Regions from separate parts of the Mus musculus genome. Here region 2 is linked to region 1. Evidence: chromatin contacts called from public HiChIP or PLAC-seq data. All regions are on one chromosome and are shown on one strand. The core of a region is the stretch at or near the end of the contact, and the rest is flanking DNA. Distances in the headings are between cores, read along the strand shown. Region 1 holds the start of Usf3 (upstream transcription factor family member 3). Region 2 holds the start of Btla (B and T lymphocyte associated).

Region 1 (7,066 bases), core at 2,702-5,201:
ATACTGTCTTACACAACAACAGTAACACTTCACAAAGGAACTCAATACTAGTTATGGGATGAGGACACTCCTAAGCCATAGTAGGAATCAAACCCAAACCCATGGTTGGAATGAGCTCAAGAAAATTCTAAACCACAGGAACAAAACACTCTTTGCCACTGAATTGTAAAAGAAAAACAAAAACAAACAAACAAACAAAAAACCCTATGTGTTGAATTAACCCACACTATCAGTACAAAGGGAGTTTTTGGGTTTTTTTTTTTAGGTTTTTGGAGACAGGGTTTCTCTGTGTAGCCTGGCTGTCCTGGAACTCACTTTGTAGACCAGGCTGGCCTCAAACTCAGAAATCCGCCTGCCTCAGCCTTCCGAGTGCTGGGATTAAAGACGTGCGCCACCATGGCCGGCTCAAAGAGAGTTTTTTAAACAACATGTAGTTTGAAAGTTCAATGAGAGCTTATCACAAAAACACGCTGAGGTATAGGAGCCACTTTTCCTAGATTAGCTACCACCCCTCATAAGACACTTCTCTTTAAAGCAAATGGAGACCATCACAAAAGCAAAACAACAAACAAACAAACAAACCAAAAAAACCCCACCACAACAGGACACAATGCAGAGATCAACCGATTATGGGGAGCCCAGCCCCAGCAGGTGCATCTCCACCACAGTTCCTGCATCTGTGGTCTGGAAACATCATGGAAGAGGGGTAGGAAGGATCATAAGAACCAGAATATCAGCAGATGGCAGTGAAATGGTCTCTCTTAGAAATGGCTGCAAAACCCAGATCAGAACAATGGTGATCTCAATGGACATGCTAATGTGGAAGGAAGAAAATCTCATCATGTTCCCATCCCTATACAAAAAAAATTACAGCAACTAATGATCATTGGGAGAATTAGCCTCATCTAGGATAACCCCTCCCCCAACCCCAAACTGATTGTCCAATTCAAAGTTGTCAAACTTGACCTGTCTCCGGTGAGGCTTTGCCAGTGCCTGGCAAATACAGAAGTGGATGCTCACAGTCAGCTATTGGATGGAACACAGGGCCCCCAATGGAGGAGCTAGAGAAAGTACCCAAAGAGCTGAAGGGATCTGCAACCCTATAGGTGAAACAACAATATGAACTAACCAGTACCCCCAGAACTCGTGTCTCTAGCTACATATGTAGCAGAAGGTGCCCTAGTTGGCCATCATTGGGAAGAGAGGCCCCTTGGTCTAGCAAACTTTATATGCCTCAGTACAGGGGAACGCCAGGGCCAGGAAGTGGTAGTAAGTGGGTAGGGGAGCAGGGCAGGGGAGGGGGTATAGGAGACATTTGGGATAGCATTTGAAATGTAAATGAAGACAATATCTAATAAAAAAAATCAAACTTGAAACTATATAAGAACCACCAACAAAAATAGACTCATCTGGGTGGTGGTGGCACACACCTTTAATCCCAGCACTTGGAAGGCAGAGGCAGATGGATCTTTGAGATCAAGGCTAGCCTGGTCTACCCATGGAATTCCAGGGCAGCCAAAGATACACAGAGAAACTCTGTCTCGAAAAACAAAACAAAACAAAACAAAACAAAATTTGTTGTTGGCTTGGTAAGATGGCTCACCAAGTACTTGCTGCCAAGCCTGCCAAGTTGAGTCCAATCCCACACAGCAGAAAACTGTCTCTCAAGTTGTCCTCTGACCCCGCATCTATATACTGCAAATGCAGACCCACCCCCCCTCTCAATAATGTAATTTTTAAAATCTAAAACTATTCTTGGTGTGAGGTATGAGGGCACACATCTGTAATTCCAGCACTTGGGAGATAAAAGCCTGAGGATCGCTACAAATTCAAAGTCAGCCTAGGAGCAACGAGAGATCCTTTATCACACACACACACACACACACACACACTCACGGTATATGTGCACTTACATACCAAAGATTTCATATTTAAGGGATCTGTCACTACAATTACTTGATATAGAGGAGAAACACCCAAGTTAGCAACAGCAGGGATCTAAATTGCATTATCTGAGTGGGGTCCAAAGGTTCACATGGAAGGTTGTGGGGCAAAAGTTGAATACACAACTTAAGGCTTGCCAAGGAAAACCCTGGAATACAAGCAGAACAGCCTGGACATTGTACCAAGCTTAAGGTAATTTTCAGCCCTGGCTGCTGAGCAGAATAGCCTGGAGAGTTTTAAGAGGTATACCACAGCCTGCCTCCCTCCAGATCAAAGGTAAAGTCTGGGAAGGTGACTGTAACAAACAATCCAGTTAAGAAACCATTGGGCTTGACCACAGGAAGGAACAGCGTGAGATAACATTAAGACCTGGCTTTACTGCCAGGGGTTCCAAGCTTGCTATCTGTGGAAGCTTCTCTTCTAGCTGGAGTTAAACAGTGCGTGCATGTGCATGTGCAAGTGTGTGTGCGCGCGCACATGTGTGTGTTTCATACAAAACTAGCTCACTGTAAAATCTTTTTTAAAAAAACTTCTGTGATGTTCTATAGACGACTAGGGTAGAAAATAACTATTCTAGGTGGCCCTTACCACACTGAATGGAAATGCTTTTGTATCAAAAGAGTTCTACATTTCATCAATGCACAGACTACTACAATCACCAAACTACTAAAGCTAATCTATACAAAAGTCATAATGTTTAGACTACTGCCCAACCTTTTGACATTGTGACACAAACTTGTCTTTACAAGGTTCACTCTCTGGAACCATACAATGAAATTAAGAAAGGAAAAAAAGAAACCCTCAAGGGATTGGATATGTTTTCAATTTTGGGTTGGACCACTTTTATGTTCATTCTGGGTCACAAGTGGCTGTTGGCCTTTGGCATGCTTCTTGATACAGCTTTCATTCACAACTCTTGGCTTCTCAATGAATCTTCCTCAGTTTGCAACAAATACGTTGTGTATTTCCCAAGCAAATGGAAACATAGTATCCATACAGCAAGTCAAGTGTTCTGAGGGAAAGGAAAAGGTCACCGAGGAAACTGTCGGCCCTGCAAAGAGCAGATCTGACTGGCCATGGGGAAAAGCTACTGCAGGGTCCACTTACTCATCAAAGTTTCCTTTAAGACTCTGCCACTGTTACCCATAAAGTCGGCCAGACCTATCATGTTTGTTAATTCACTCAACTTAGTGGTAAAATGTTATCTGAACATTAGTTGGTTTTGGCAGTTAGTTTTTTGTGGTCTCTTATCTACAGATGAGGTCAATAAAAGCAAAAAAGACCCCACAGAGAGAAGAGAACTCTATCCCCAAAATGCCCAACCTCAGCCAAGCGTCCAGAAACCTCATGCTTGTTCAGGAAATTTGAAATCGGACAAGAATGCCATTCGCATGGACCAGTGCTATTCAGAAGCAAAAAGATGGGCTTCTAAAAAGAAAACGTCAGCCTAACTCTCCGACACAGAGGTGAAAGTTACAAAAGCAAGCAGCGAGTTTGACGAGTGGATCAGAAGGAAAGTCAGAAGACAAGTAAAGAGATGGAAGGGATGGCAAAAGGTGAAGGAGGCTAGCAAAGGCCACCCGGTGGGGACCTGGCTGCCCAGCTCTTTATGCACCCAGGACAGCATGGGGCCTCTGTCCGCCGGCGCGCACCGGGAGCAGGGCGAGCTCCCTCAGGCCTGGCACCCAGGGTGCGAGCATGCCGGAGTGAAGAGAGCGATCGCCCCGGGATAGGTGGGGAGTTCTGGGGACCCCAGGAACGAGGGGCACTCAGCCTAGCCCTCACCTCCCGCGGCTAGGAGGGGGTGGGTGGAGCTGAGCCCGGGGCCGCCCCCCGGAGCCGCCCCCGCAGCCGCGGTCCCGGCTGTCAGCGCCCCCTCCCGCGGCCACTCACCCGCCGGTGACGCGCTCCGGGCCACGGCGGCGGCGACCCCCGCCTGGGTCATGGTCCCAGGAGCGGAAGGCAGCGGTGTCTGGCCGTCTAGGCGAGCCTCTGGGTCCGCGGCCGCCCCCTGCTTCTGCGGGGCTGGGGGAGCGCGGGCCCGGGCCCTCCTCTCCCCCCGCCCCCGCCGCCTCTCCTCGCGGCCACCGCCGCCGCAGCGAGCCCGAGCCCTCGAGGCCGGAGACCCGGCGGCAGCACGGCCTCAACTTTCCCAGCCCCCCTCCCCCCGCCCCTCCCGCCCCTCCCGCGGCCGCCGCTCGGCACGCGCACAGCCTAGCCTGGATGCGCCTCGCTCCCGCCCCGACCAACCGGCCGGCCAATCCGGTGCTGGGGAGGCTGCCACCGTGGCCAGTCAGAAGCCGGGATTCCGCTGCGCTAGGCTGGAGGGCGGGAGGAGAAGGAGGGAAAAGCTAGGAGGGAACAGGCCTCGGGCGGCCCAATGACCAAGGCCGGGGGGCGGAGGTGTGCAAGTTGGGTTGAAAGAACAGGAAATATTCTTAAAGGTAGAGTGACAGGCAGAAAGGAAAGCCAGTAGGTGGATGAGAAAGAGGTGGGCCTGGTTCCTTAAAGGGGACGCTTTGAGAAGCTAGGAAAAAAAAAAAAAAAAAGAGGTTTTTAAGAAACTTCCTCGCACCCTGTTCTGTATTATGCTTATGGCAGCTTTCAATGCAAGCGTAGAAATGAAAAAAACTGAAGAGGAGGAGAGTGGCAAAAGATAGACAAGTACCTTTAGCCTGGAGGGTTAGAAGGTGGTAAATGAAGGTGGAAAATCCAGTCCTATGTGACTTCCCTCAGTGCACTATCTTTGGATATTGGAGACTGCAGGAATTCGTATACGGTGGACTCTTGACGTCCTTTATTTGCACGAAGCCCGTTTTCAGAAAGGTTCTGCAGTCCCCTGCTAAGGAAGTGAGTGCGTGGCTTTGGGGGATGGGATTGGAACCTTAAATTTAGGCTACTAGACACCCTTATTTAGGACCGGAGACCTCAGCGTCCTCTAAAGTGCCTTTGGAGCTCTTGAACTATCCAGCTATCTTTTTCTAGTTTTGTTTCATTTCACAAGCCCGCCTCCCCGAGACAGGTGTCTGATTCTCCACCTAGTGGTGGTGAAAGATTTATGAGCTTTTCACAACCAGATATAGCCAATTGGACTGGAACGCAGGGCATAATAGAAATACTACTTGAACCTATGTACAGTAGAAACAGACCTTGCATTGAGAAAAAGGTTAACAGTAACCCCGTTTTATGTTTCCTCCGCACTTTGAAAATCTGTGATAAAATAGGCCCTTACTGTTACTTCAAATTTGGTGCTAATAGGCAGTTTGATTTCTTTTTCACTTCCTTGTCCCATCTGGGCCAGGCCAGTGAGTTTTTTTGTTGTTGTTGCTGTTTTTCGAGACAGGGTTCTCTGTGTAGCCCTGGCTGTCCTGGAACTCACTTTGTAGACCAGGCTGGCCTTGAACTCAGAAATCCGCCTGCCTCTGCTTCCCAAGTGCTGGGATTAAAGGCTTGCACCACCACCCACCGCCCAGCTTGCTAGTGAGTTTTAATTAACTTTTGAATACGTTTGTCATTCCCTAGTCCCTAGCAGCAGAGACCTTAGGATCAGATCTGTAATAGTAATACTAATAATACATCCATGAATCTATAATGTTAATATATGTCCAGCTACACGAAATCATTTCGATGTCAGTATAAATATAAGGTTTTATGGGTAACACATATCAAATCCGGGCTACACGTAACTTCCTGAACTATAATAAATTAATTCTAATTTAAAATAAAAAAAAAATTTGGCCAGGCAGTGGTGGCACATGCCTGTAATCCCAGCACTTGGAGGCAGAGGCAGGCAGATTTCTGAGTTCTAGGCCAGCCTGGTCTACAGAGTGAGTTCCAGGACAGCCAGGACCGCACAGAGAAACCCTGTCTCAAAAAAAACAAAAAACAAAAAAACAAAACAAAAAAAACCCCTATATATATATATATTGGAATTTTGTTGTTTGAGACAGAATCTCAGTGTGTAGACTAGGCTGGCTTTGAACTCATAGAGATCCAGCTGCCTCTGCATCCTGAGTATGAGTGATGGAATTCATAGTGTGCACACCAAATCCAGATGCAAAACAAAGTTTTGACAATTTAGAAAACAGAATTTAAAGGGTTTTGAATCATTATTAATATTTTTGACATGATTTCAAAATAGAAAAAAAGCCAGGTGGTAGGCCTTTAATCCCAGCACTCAGGAGACAAAGGCAAGCAGATCTCTGTGAGTTCCACTCTAGCCTGGTCTACTACATGAGTTCCAGGACAGCTAGGGGTACACAAAGGAACCGTGTCTTGAAAACAAATAATTATTCAAACAATCAAACAAACAAAACAAAAACTCAAGTATTTCTTGAGAAAGCTCAGAATATTAACTTTTACTCTTTTCTTTTTTTTCTGAGATAGAGTTTCTCTGTGTAGCCCTGGCTGTCCTGGAACTCACTCTGTAGACCAGGCTGGCCTCAAACTCAGAAATTCGCCTGCCTCTGCCTCCCAAGTGCTGGGATTAAAGGCATGCGTCACCACTGCCCAGCTAAATTTTAGTTTTAATCCTCATTTCCTGATTGAAGTCCAGATCTCAAGCTAGTGAGACAGCATGGTGGCTCAGAGTAAAGGTGCTATCTGCCAACAAGCCTGGTGACCTGGCTTTAAACTCCAGAGCCTACATGGTAGAAGCAGAGAGGGAACTCCAAGAAGACCGCTCGCCTCCATATGTGCGCTGTGCATGAGCACAAACACACACACACACATAGAAATAAATGAAACATGAGAAAACAAAGTTCAAATCTCAACTAAGGAGCCGGGCAGTGGTGGTGCATGCCTGTAATCCCAGCATTTGGGAGGCAGAGGCAGGCAGATTTCTGAGTGCGAGGCCAGCCTGGTCTACAGAGTGAGTTCCAGGACAGCCAGGGCTACACAGAGAAACCCTGTCTCAAAAAAACAACAAGACAACTCAACTCTGAGTCTTTTCCCAGCTTTATTCAACATCACTTAGTAGATTGAGATGATACCTACGTATAGCTGCTGTGTGCTTCTTAGTGTCTGTATTGGTAATAACCTACAGTATCTGCCTGAAACTAGTCATTCTACAGGTCAGACCCCTCAGAGTCTGATTTTCACCCACTTACTTGAGGCTCCTGGA
Region 2 (7,066 bases), core at 3,057-5,556, 1.1 Mb before region 1:
CCAGGTCCACTGCTTACTCCAAGACGCAGGCTGTGACCCAAAGGCTTATTGTGAATGAGAATATGTAGAAAAAGTTCTTATCACTACACTCAGATTATACTTAGAAACAATAAATCCAGGTATTGCTATTTTCATAATAATATAGATTTATAAAACTGACACATAAGTAATTGTCAAAAGCTATAAAGCCAGTGAGTGTCAGGGACAAAATAGAAATCCAAACATCTTCCCCAAGTACCTCTGTTCTAAAAAATTAATCTTAATTACTTTCATGGAATTAACAGTGGTGTGTAATAAATGGGATCTGTGACAGGCAAACAATTAATAGAGATGGCAAAGGGACATGCTGTAATTCCGTTATATAAATAAAAATGTTATAGAATTACACTGACCAACAAGGCTTGATTGACATAGCCAAAACTACAAACAGCTTTGTCTTTGGCTGTTTTAAAGTTGGCTCTTGATACTTCATTATGCGTCTACAAGGTGGCAGGTGTCTCCTTATGTTTCTACCCCTATTGTTCATTGCCTTTGCCCCCCAGGTCAAAGGCTTCACATTCATCCCATCGCATGGAATTCCTCGTCCATTGTATGCGTCAAGGGGTGAGGTTCTGGCTGTTAGTTTGGTAGTTAATATATAAATATCTCCAGTGAATAACAGAAGGGTTTGAACAGTTTAGTGAATCCAAGGAATAATGATTCATACTGATAAGCTATAGAATACTTCTGGTCAGGGGAGCACTGGCTACCTGTTACAAGTGGGTTTTGACTTCCATAGATGGCAGGACCTCTCTACCTCGATCACAAAGCTTTCAGGAAGGGAAGCCAGCCTTAACAGCTGTTGGCAGTAGAACTGGTGAGCTGCTCTCACATTCTATCAGAAACCAGCATGAGTTTTCCTAAGTGTCAAGAGGTGTTTCCTTGTGATGTTCAGTAAGAGTATGTTAAGTCAGAAGGGTGCAGGGCATAGGAGGAACAACAATATGAACTAACCAGTACCCCCAGAGCTCCCTGGGACTAAACCACCAACCAAAGAGTACACATGGTGGGACTTTTGGCTCTAGCTGCATATGTAGCAGAGGATGGCCTAGACGGTCATCAATGGGAGGAGAGGCCCTTGGTCCTGTGTAGGCTCTATGCTTCAGTGTAGGGGAATGCCAGGGCTAAGAAGCAGCATCAGGAGTGGGTGGGTTGATGAGCAGGGGGAGGAGGGAGGGGATAGGGTATTTTCAGAGGGGAAACTAGAAAAGGGGATAACATTTGAAATGTAAATAAAGAAAATATCTAATAAGGGAAAAAAAAGAAAGAAAAAAGAAAAAGAGAAAGAAAGGTGCAGGGAAGTCCACTTTCACTTCCCTTCAACTGATTTTCTCACATCCCCAATACAGTCTGCTACAGAGATGGCAGACTTGACACTGGATCTCAAGCCCCAGATATAGTTGACTCTGTCTCTGTGGTTAAAAATCCACCCATTGTTCCCCAGTGTCCACTTTCCTTTTCTAGTATCACAAATGAAAATGAAGTGAGCCACTCCCATCCAGCTCAGAGCTGAACACCTCGGTTTCTCCTACTGATGACTTGGGAACTGTGGACTATTTGTGATGGATGTGAACTCCAGGTTGTTCATTAGATGAACATGGCAATTAGGGAAAAGGCAAAAAATGTTAACGAGACCTACCAGCTCAACTTGATTTTCATCTTTCAGGCGTCCTGAGGAGCAGTGATTTCTACTCTACTTCAATCAGGAGAGAAATGATGGTCTTGAAACTAGGGGAGTTTTTCTCTGTATTTCCCCACTCTTGAGAAACACAAAAACCCACCTCCTTAGAATTTCATATTACTATAACGGTGGGAAATATTGTTAAACCATCCTTAAATAAGTTGAAAATATAGTGTTGTAAAGAATTCCATAGTTACTGAAAGTCATAGGACTTCTTCAGACTATAAAGGCTATTTATGTCATTAGTATAATTTTAAGGAATGTATCCACTATCGGTTTTGTCCAGAAGAATAAATTTTTACAAAAGATTACTTTTTACATTCTTCTTTTGAAGGGAGGGGACAGCAGGGTGCTGAGAATAGTCTAAGCCCTCATTATGTTACGTAAGTGCTCTATCACTGAACCACCCTTCCAAAACTCACCAAATGCTCCTTTCTCGACCTATATTCTTTTAAAATATATTTTATTACATTTATTTAATGTGTATATGCACATGTGTGTGTGCATGTGCACTGGAGTGTGTGTGTGTGTGTTTGGGGGGATAACACATGAATAGGGATTAGAGAGAATATTAATAACTTTCAAGATTCCAGGTTAAGTTTTCTCCCTCTACCATGTGGGTCCTAGGGATTGAACACAATTTATCAGATTTGGCAGCAAGCACCTCTACCCACTGAGCCATCCTATCAACACCCAGTCTATGTTAGTAATTTAATATGAGCAACATTGTAATCCACCATAAAAACTGCTGAATAAGGCACCTGGCCTGTGCTTATCTAAATCTTTCCATTTCATTTTCTCTATATATTGATTTATTATGTTTGGGGATAAAAATTTCAAACAAAATATTAATTATTTGAAGCAAGTATTAGTGAGACATTAATAACAAAGCATGAAGTCAGAGCTAGACATAAGTAAAATGTTCTAGTCAAAACACAGTGACTACAGCTAATTATTTTAAAATTAAGATCTGGTAAATTTAAAATGATAAGTATGTAAGGTCATAGGCAAGTTAGCTCAATTGATTTAAACATTCTACAATGTATGCCTGCATTATAATCTTACTTCATAACTAAATATCTATAGCATTTGGCGATTTTTAAAACTAGATCTACTTAAGGTTTTAATGTTAAACCTAAGTTCTCATTTAATTGGATTTTATCAAAGGTACTGAAGGAAAAAACTATTGGCAAAGGTCACCATTAACATTTATCAAGCTTTAATTGCATCTACTTACCATAGCTAGGCACTATAGGTATAAGAAAAGGCCAACTGCTAGGTATAATTATATATTTTTTAATGAAGAAAGGAAAACTAAGAAAGGAGAAGAAACTTAACTGAGTTCATAATGTAAGTAGCAGAGGGAATAAATACTCCCACCTGATAACCAAGTTTCTGTGCGTAATAAATACCAGATTATAACATACTGGGTAGAAGAATATAATGCGAATTACAACCCCAATTGTGCTATAAAATTAAAAATATTTCCTTTGTTTCACAGAGTCCAGTCTGCAAGAGGTCCCTTAGAATTAAATAGAATTAATATTTGACTCCTCTTGTCTTTCAGAGGTGGGTAATAATAAACAAGGGCTTGAATGACTAAGAAGAAGTTCTACTCTGCTCTTGGCTAGGTGGTCTTGTGACATCAGATCATTGAATCCTAAACCTCACAGTTCCAGATTTCAAGATGACATTCCACAGGACCTCAGTGGTTCTATTTTTCAATCCAACACGAATGTGCCCAGTTGCTACACGTGTGATGGTGGAAGATAAATAACCCAAGGATCCCAAGCATTACAGACCTTGTCTTCATAAACTATGGAGAATTGTTTCCTATTTTCAGTTGGCGACCATTCACAAATCATCCTGTCCAGACAAACTAAAGCGACACTCATGATTTACTCTTCAGCCTCACATCGAGAAGCCTGCTTAGTACTCTCATAGTACACCCCACAGTATTCTCATAGTATACCCCACAGAAAGAAGGAGGCAGTCTATTTAGATTGAACATTATTTGAGTGTAACCATGGCCACAGCTATAACCACAAGTATCCAAAAGCTTTCCCACCCCAGTAAGCACTACAACATCCTGCTGACATCTGATACCAAGACATGAACGTAACAAGTCTTTTCTGTTAGCATGGCAGCCACAGAGAGTTTTGTAATAGTGACAAATCTGTACTGACACATTTATAACATCTGCTCAAATCTCTTCACTTACCATCAGGACCTGGTTTTAGGAAACTTAGCTCCAGCTATGGATCAGTTTTTGCTCTGTAGCCAGGTGAGTAGCATGTCCTAACTTCACTCACATCCTGGAGCGTTTTCAAGAAGCAAAAGGGACTCATCACTCTGAGCTATATATGCCCTGGACATGAACATCCCTCTCCACAGAGCAAGCTCAACTATCACTGACAGGAACCCCGAGGAAGAAAACCAGCTTTCTTAGTAGGTCCCTTACCATTCCTCTTAGTAGCTTTCTCACAAAGGATGCTCCAGAGGCCCAGATGGAGGATGAAGAATTCCCTAAATAACCGAGGAGTCCCAAGCATGGCAGGCACTGTCTTCATTCCCAGCACGTGTCAGGTAAGGGCAAACTTCCTCTTCCTCCCTAGAGATCTTCAGAGCTGGGTCACGTTATTCACACTAGCAGCATCTTAGGCCAAAATAAATTAATTAATTTAAATCAAATCAGGAGACCTGGTGGGAGAGGACAGTGTGAGTAGTCCGAAGGATTTGTGAGAGCAAGAGGCCCTGCTGTGGTTTTGTTTCTGATCCGACCTGCTGTTCTCTTTCAAGCCCTCTGATGTGCAAAGCAGCTGGCTCCTTGCTTCCGCTCTGCCACCATTCTTGCATAACCTTGAGGTTTTTCTCAAAGTGAACAATTAAACTTAAAAAAAAAAAGATCTAAATTGTTACAGTCTTTAGGTTTAGATTCTGATCAAATCAGGGTCAGGAAATTCATACAAAAAGTACCTATGGTAAGCATATATTTCCCCTTTTTATAGTTTGTGATTATGATACTTCATCAGTGTAATGTATCTTACAACCCTCCCCCCATGCTCCCATAAAGGCACAGTAAGATGAGAATGTTCCTTGTCATGAAACCAATGAAGACTTATCTGACGTTATGGAGAAAATGACTGACAGGGTGCATTTCATCAACAGAAGAGGGAAGGGCCTCCTTCTTCAGTCTGTAGATGCCTATCAACGGAATACATGCTTGCCGTTAGTACTAGCTACACGATCTTCCTAAATATTAAAGTTCTAAGCAAAATGAGCACTTGAGTGCCAATTAGAGGAAACTTTCATTTTCCGCATGCTTTATGTGGTTGTTGTCGAGATGAAGCAGTAAAGTAAGAAATGGAAAAAGTTCAAAATTGGATAGCTCAGGGTTGCTGAGGGGCTGTGGGCACGCAGCCCACGTTCAATCACTAGCTTATAACAACAGGAATTTGGTAATTCCAAATGGAGAGGTGGCACCTGTGCAGTTTAACTCATTGAATGAAATTGAGAAATCTTTCCCTCAGAGGCTAATGGTACCCTTCCAAGGCCAAACTCCATTTAGGGTACCTATTGCATATTTGTCCAGATAAGCCACAGTGGCTGGAATACCAACATGAGTGAACGCCGCTCCAGAATTTAAGGAACTCAGCCAATCCATGCTGATGCTCACGCACCCCTGGTACGCCAGATGATACAGGTAGTCTGCAGAGCTCCTAGAATCTGCACTGTTGACCAAGGAAGCACCCTGCTTATGGTTCATTTTATACAACTCATCCCCCTTCCTTGCTCAGAATGGGGTGCAAAACTCCTGTTGGCAGTAGAAACAAGGCTCAATGTACCTCTAAAATAGCCTAAGAGGTTTCGAAGAAAAGCCTTGAATCACCACCCATCCTAAAGCTCGAGATATCATCCAAACCACAAATAAACTCTGTCAACTCCAGACCATCATAGTTCTCTAGTGGTTCTTGTTCTCTCTCCTCCTCCCCCTCCCCCTCCTCTTCCTCCTCCTCTTCTTCCTTCTTTCGGTGTGTGTGGGTGTATGTAAATGTTTATGTAGGTGTATGAACATGCTGTGTGCTTTCTGCTGGATATATGCAGGGGTCAGACATCTTTCTCAATGATTCTGCCCCTTACTTTTATTTTTTTTTTTTTAGGACAGAGTCTCTCACTGAACCAGGAGCTCATCCATTTCGCTAGAGTAACTGGCAATGAGCTCCAGGAGTCGCCTGTCATTCACCCCAATGTACGACCATAACTGGCCTTTTATGTGGCTGCAGCGGATCTGAACACAGGTCCTCAGGCTTGCACGGAAGGAGCTTTACTGACAGAGCCATCTACCCAGCCTCATGATTTTCTTTTCATACAAAGGAATTCATACGAAGTAGATAACATTTGGAGCAATCTTATAAAACTTCTCACGAATTTGAAATGATGTCCATTCTGATATTTTATCAGTGTGTGTGGCTATTTATCCCTGCACAGTTGCAAATGCCATTGGCCAAGACTTTGACTCAGAATCTCATTCCTGTCTTTATTCTAGGGTAGAAATGAAAGAAGCCAGATTCAAAAATGCATTGCTCAGAGATAAGTCTGCCTTGCTTTGTGTTTATAACTTATCCAGTAGCTAGGTTTGTTTTTGTTTTTTTTTTTTTTTAAATCTCGAATCATCCCATTATAATCATGTACTGTTTAATCCGAAACTTGTAATTTCCATGTCAATGCACAAATTTAATGAGTTTACTGCATTCCTAGAAATGCTTTCTTTTGTATGCTAGGAACAGTTTTAAAAACACAAGTCCATTGCCAGTTTCATGTTGAATGACAAAAAGAAAAATGGAATTTGGGAAAATGCAAATTTATCTTCACAAAAATCCAAGAGCTGCTTGCATAGCAAATTATTTTCCTCACTTGCTGAGTCTGTTACTTTCAGGAATTATAAAGCAGCTTTATTTTCTGTAATATTTTCTCCAGGTGACCAGAAGAGCAGCAATCACAAACTTAAATACAACAATGTTAGACAGAGTCAAACACTCCTTAGTCTTGATTTTTAACCCCTTATGTACCAAATAATATTCCATAGCTTCTCCCAGAAGTACCTATCCACATTTAAACCCACTGCCGTGCTAATGCATGTATGTGCTTTCCTTACCAATGTTATTGCTAGCAGTGGTGCCTATCAAACCAGCCAGAATACAAGTTAGAAAATGACGATGAACCCTACAGCCTGCCCTTAGCCTACTGAATTCAGATCCCACAGAGATATGGCCAGAGAGCCCTATTTTGAAAAACATACACAGTTGTGATCCATTGGATTAAAAGGATCACTGGAACCTGACTGAT

The links. HiChIP or PLAC-seq counts read pairs in DNA pulled down with a chosen protein or histone mark.
Region 2: a contact with region 1 is called in an H3K27ac HiChIP or PLAC-seq map of thymic regulatory T cells, with 5 times the contacts expected there. The contact joins the promoter of Btla here to the promoter of Usf3 in region 1. A contact is called at or near these places in 1 of 39 promoter capture datasets (liver), 1 of 484 Hi-C or Micro-C datasets (B cells) and 1 of 115 datasets of contacts at active chromatin or transcription factors (thymic regulatory T cells).

The regions. Positions count from the first base shown.
Region 1 is chr16:44,170,282-44,177,347 of GRCm38.p6, reverse strand. It overlaps Usf3 (upstream transcription factor family member 3), which reads right to left and starts at 3,951. Exons shown (of 8, transcript NM_001029889.2): 1 at 3,838-3,951.
Region 2 is chr16:45,221,577-45,228,642 of GRCm38.p6, reverse strand. It overlaps Btla (B and T lymphocyte associated), which reads right to left and starts at 4,306. Exons shown (of 6, transcript NM_001037719.2): 1 at 4,182-4,306. The coding sequence starts at 4,290.